Regions from separate parts of the Astyanax mexicanus genome. Here region 1 is linked to region 2. Evidence: chromatin contacts called from public Hi-C data. All regions are on one chromosome and are shown on one strand. The core of a region is the stretch at or near the end of the contact, and the rest is flanking DNA. Distances in the headings are between cores, read along the strand shown. Region 1 holds the start of loxl2a (lysyl oxidase-like 2a). Region 2 overlaps loxl2a (lysyl oxidase-like 2a).

The links. A called contact is a pair of places that touch in the nucleus more often than the background predicts.
Region 1: a contact with region 2 is called in a Hi-C map of muscle, with 11 times the contacts expected there. The contact joins the promoter of loxl2a here to the enhancer-like site in region 2. A contact is called at or near these places in 2 of 3 Hi-C or Micro-C datasets (both in muscle).

Annotation. Positions count from the first base shown.
Region 1 is chr20:21,835,352-21,838,313 of AstMex3_surface, forward strand. It overlaps loxl2a (lysyl oxidase-like 2a), which reads right to left and starts at 1,497. Exons shown (of 14, transcript XM_049468656.1): 1 at 1,325-1,497.
Region 2 is chr20:21,787,779-21,790,730 of AstMex3_surface, forward strand. It overlaps loxl2a (lysyl oxidase-like 2a), which reads right to left. Exons shown (of 14, transcript XM_049468656.1): 9 at 209-374. Among protein-coding and RNA genes, the nearest start is that of LOC103047729, 25 kb to the left of the region's middle. Within about 2 kb of position 1,468, the one cell type or tissue checked has an H3K27ac peak away from gene starts, as active enhancers do.

The DNA of each region.
Region 1 (2,962 bases), core at 247-2,746, 48 kb after region 2:
TCATCCTCACTCTACCTCTACCTCACCCTATCCCCACCCTATCCTTGCTCCAACACACTCTACCCTCACATCATCCTCACTCTACCTCTACCTCACTATACCTCACATCATCCTCACTCTACCTCTACCTCACTATACCCTCACTTTACCTCACATAATCCTTACTCTACCTTACATTATCTTTACTCTACCTCTACCTCACTCTACCATCACTACACCTCACACCATCCTCACTCCACCTCATATCATCCTCACTCTACCTCTACCTTACTCTACACTCACTCTACCTCACATCATCCTCACTCTACCACACTCTACCCTTACTCTTACTCTCACTCTACCTCACACTACCACACTCTAGTCTACAATGCTAGATCTCACTCTACTTCACACCCTACCTAACCCTAAATCACTTTACCTCACAATGTCTTGTTATTCCTTGCTCTACCTTACTCGCCCTCGCTCTCCCTCACACCCTTTCTCTTACACAGTCTCGTTTTACCTTGTCCTATCTCATTTTACCTCACTCTGCCTTACTCTACCTCACTTAGCTTTACTATGGCTTGCTCTGCCTCACTCTACATCCAGTCTTGTTATGTCAGATGAGCACAGCCTGCAGTGTAAAGAAGTCCCTTTGTTGCTGCACATGAGTAAATACAGTTTGAGTTGTCAAGCTGTTATTCACACCTCTATCGCAGCTCTTTTAATATGTTTACTATAGAAACCAACAACAATAAAAATATGAATTAGCGTACAGCCCTATAATATTGTTGTTTAGCTGAAAAGGTGATTTTTGTGTGGTCTTTAGGCTGACAGAGAAGCTAAACTTTACATTGTTACCTCACTCTGCCTCCAGTCTAGTTAGGTCATGTGACTGCAGTCTGCTGTTAAACGTTGGTGTTTAATGTGAAAACTCGACATAACAATAAAAATATTACTTTAGGGAGCATATCACTCATAGCTCTGTTTTAGCAAAGTACAGAAAGTGAGTTAAATATACAGGAATGGTCCAAATACCAACATCATTACTGTATGAATACCAACAGAGTTCTCCAGCCCAGTGCTGAACAGACTGTGTAAAGGAAGGAATGCAGAGATACAACAACGATCTACACATCTGCACAGTTTCATCTCTGAAGATCAGCCCAGAACATTGTTCCAGCAGACCTTTAGATCAGCTTCTCACAGAGAAGACAGAGGTTCTTCTCTACAGTCTGAATTCCTACAGTGTTTCAGAGCCCAAATTCCCCCAAAACATACAGCCCAACACACAGTTTACCCAGCAAACACTGAGCTGCAGAAAGTGTGTGGAGTCCAGACTCACCTCTGTAGCTGTAGGTAAAGCTGAAGCTGTAGTTGTCAGATGTAGATCTTGTAGATGAAGCTGCTGTAGTGGTTGATGTTGCTGTAGATGTAGTAGTTTAGTAGTTGTTGGAGTTGTTGGAGTGGTTGGAATGAATGTAAGCTGCTGCTGCTGCTGCTGCTGTTCCTCCAGCACTCCCCCTCTGCTCCTCCTCTTTTAACCCCTCACCCCGCCCTCTGCATCCATAACCACACCCACAGCCACACCCCCAAGCCCCCTCAGAATCTTACCAACTTATAAGGAACAGCCCTTTCCTTCAACATCCAGCAGAACTGACACATCAGATCCAAAACCCTGCAGAAGCCATCCAGAAACATCAACCAGCCTGCTGGGCTAATATTAGTAGTAGTAATAAAATAACTGATAATTTATTATACACACACTGTATTACCATGCACTGTTAGGTGTGTAACAAAAAGGGTCCATAACCCATGATCTAACTTTTTATTAAAAAAAATAAACTAAAAAAAATTAGACACACACTGGGGTGTATAGTTAACTTGATCTGAAGCACCACATCTTTTTACATAGTAAATAAATACTGAAGTAATCAAGACTATGAAGGAACACATAAGGAATCCTATAGTAACTTAAAAGTGTTAAACAAATCAGAATACTCTTTTAACTTGTGGTTTCTGAGGCTGGTAACTCTGATTAACTTATCCTGTACAGCAGGGGAAACTCTTGCTCTTCCATTATTTTCTGGGGTGCCAGTTTCATCATTTTTATGATCATGTTTTTGATTGTCTTTGCGGTGATACTCTAGCCGCTAGCAAATAAATCCATTGTCTAAAACCCCTTACTGTAGAAAAAGTGTAGAATCCTGGCCAAATAGATACTACTATTTTTTATATATATATATATATTTTGCTGTTTAGCTCCATATTCACCCCATTCATTTTTGACTCACTCATGGGCTCCCTCTAGCTCTATTTTGCAGTTATTTTCTTATATAACTGCAGAGATAGGAACTGGGTAGCCTCCCCATAATCAAGCAATTTTCTTTTGCGTTTCGCGTTGCCGAGTGCCTGCACCGCCCCCTTAGCATTTTTGTGTGTACTGCATCCTGTGTACATGTTACAGTCATTTCTAAAGACAAGCATAATCAACACACTAAATGGATGCACAATAGAAGAGGAAAGCCATTATTCTTACAGTCATTGCCAGAACAACAGTTTGGAATGTCCTGAAGAAGAAAGTCGTCACTGGTGTATTAAATAACAGGTGATAAACAGGTAGACCAAGGGAAATTGGTCTACCTGTAGTAAAATCAGCAACCACCCCCAAAAGGCAGGAGTGAAGGTATCACTTTTCACAGAAAAAAAGACTTCATGAACAAAAGTACAGAGACTTCACTAAAATATTAAAACCATTATTAATGAGGTGAGTAGGAAGTATAGAAAGAATAGGAAGTAGTATAGGCCTCACTGTTCCACTACCTTTGGAGAGAACTGTATATGTAGATGCTTAATGAGTGTTTAATTCAGAGAATCCAGAGACATTCAGGGGGAATGTAGACAGGACTGATGGTAAGTGGTTTGGAATGTGTGTGTTTACCAGTTTAGCACAGGGTGAGATCAGACCCACAGCTCCTAATAT
Region 2 (2,952 bases), core at 218-2,717:
CAACATGCAAATTGTTACTATGCAACAGCGTAGCAGGTGGTTGTTAGGGTGTTGCTAGGTTCTGGTTTAAAGACTGGTAGGTGCTACTCTTTGATATCTGATGGTTCCTAAGCAGTTGGCAGGTTTGTAAGAATCTGACAATAAAAAATATGGACACAACAATAAAACACAGAATAAAGGATGTGATTAAACAGTGTGAGGGTCTTACTGTGAGAGCAGGAGACCCCCGCAGCGAAGCGTCCGCCTCCTTTAGGGCAGCTGACGTGTTTACCGTGATGGAGACACTGAGACAGACTCATCTCAGTACCAGAACACCGGACCCCGCTCATCACCACCCCGTCCGCACTGACATCACCGGGCCAGTACCACGTCTCCTACACAAACACACACACACACAAAAACAGATTAATGATAAGGGTTAAATATGAACTTTCACCTGATTAACCACTAGAGGGAGCAAAGCTATAACCTTAAGTAAAGAACAGCTGTTAGAACATGCAGTCACCACTAGAGGGAGCTATAACAGCACTTTATACCAACTCAACACACTGCTGTAACCATCCTGTACCTGTCTGTATCTGTACATACATATGTCTGTCTCTCTAACAGTATGTCTGTATATCTCTCAAACAGTCTGTCTTTCTCTCTCCCTCTCACTGTTTATCTCTCTAATGGTCTTCCTGTGTACCTCTTTAACAGTCTTTCTATCTCTCTAACAGTCTGTCTGTCTACCTTTGTAACAGTCTATCTCTCTAACATTATTTCTGTATGTCTATCTCTCTAACAGTCTTTCTGTTTACCTCTCTAACAGTCTGTCTTTCTCTCTCCCTCTCACTGTTTATCTCTCTAATGGTCTTCCTGTGTACCTCTCTAACAGTCTTTCTATCTCTCTAACAGTCTGTCTGTCTACCTTTGTAACAGTCTATCTCTCTAACATTATTTCTGTATGTCTATCTCTCTAACAGTCTGTCTGTTTACCTCTCTAACAGTCTGTATATCTCTAACAGTCTGTCTTGCTATCTCCCTAACAGTATGACTGTTTATCTCTTTAACAGTCTGTCTGTCTATCTCTCTAATAGTCTGCCTGTATATCTCTAACAGTCTGTCATGTTTTCTCTGTAACTGTCTGTCTGTCTACCTCTCTACCAGTCTGTCTTTCTATCTATCTAACAGTATGTCTGTATATATCTCTAACGGTCTGTCTGTCTCTCTTATGGTCTGTCTGTATATCTTTAACAGTCTGTCTATCTCTCTAGCAGTCAATCCGTCTATCTCTAATAGCCTGTCTATCTATCTATCTCTCTTACTGCCTGTGTGTATATCCCTGTAATTGTCTGTCTGTACATCTATCTGTCTGTCTCTCTGTCTATGGTTCTGTAATAAATGTAGTTCTGTCCAATATTGCTGTATATGTGTATAATGTGTGTGTGTGTGTGTATGGTGCGTGTGTGGTGATGACTCAGCCCCCCCTGTGTGAAGCTGGCAGCAGCATGTATAAACCCTCAGGGGGGTGCGACAGATTTTCCATATGCTCCGTCTCTCCCTCTCTCCCCCTCTCCCTCTTTCCCTCTCTCCGCTCTGCTGAAACACTCTGCTGTGCTGTGTCTGGCCACGGATTCGAGTCCAGACTTTGTTTAAGGATTGACTCCATGTGGACTTCCTGTCTGTGTGCATGTGCTGAAAACGTGACCAACAGCTTTAACAAACTCTGCAGTGCCAAAACTATTAGGACACACGTGCTCTTTAAAATCTGATCACTGCAGAACATAGTAGTAGTCAGATCAATGTGTTTACATCAACTTGTGTAATCCGATAATAGAAAATTCCAGTGTTAACGTCAGTCTGACAATAATCAAAATTTTGCTTTGCCGCCAGCCAATAAAATCACAGAATAAGACGTGATGTACACATCAGGTAAAACACACTGAGTGCTGTGTTAAACACTGTGCTCTTATTACTACTACCATGGTATGTTTTACTTTCCATCCAATCAAAACTCAACACTAAACAAACCACTTCTGGCACCAGCCTTTAAATCTAAATTAATGAATAAAAACTGATACTATGTTTTTCAAAAACGATATAGTATTGCAAAACGATTCAATATTGATATTTTGTTACTGTTTATGTAACTGCTGCAGAAATCTGATTATGAACAGATTTTGCGTGCATGTAAACACACTTACTGACGCTCTCACCCTCGCAATCCTTAATGCAATCAAATCTTCCTCACAGCAATGTTCCAGTACGTGAGGAGTAGAGCTGCTGCTGCTGCTCTGATTACACAACCAGCAGAACCGTGTTATTGGATCCTGAGGCCATTATCCCCCTCCCGGACTGAGGGCAGTTTAACACTGATAATGAGACTGGATTACGTCCCGGTCCTGCAGAACCGCTTCAGCGCCGTCCAGTTTCCACTCATAAACGTCCAAATCGACCCCGGCCCGGCGCTGCCATCATTAATACCCTGCCCGCGCTGCCAGCGTCCCGCTAATTATACTACTGCACTGGAATTACCTCAGCACTGCCTCCTGCTGCTGGATTTTAAACCATACCGTTCTACTATTAGTGGATTCTAGCAATAATTGGTGGATTTTAAGCCATACTGTTCTACTATCGATGGATTTTAGCCATGATTGGTGGATTTTAAGCCATACTGTTCAACTATTGGTGGATTTTAGGTAAAACTAGTGGATTTTAAGCCATGTTGTTCTACTATTGGTGGGTTTTAAGCCATACTGTTTTACTTTTAGTGAATTTTAGCTCTAATTGGTGGATTTTAAGTCATACTGTTCTAATTTTAGTGGAATTTAGCCATAATTGGTGGATTTTAATCCATACTATTCAACTATTTGTGAATTTTAACTCTATTTGCTGGATTTTAAGCCACGCTGTTCTACTTTTAGTGGATTCTAACTCTAATTGGTGGATTTTAAGCCATACTGTTCTACT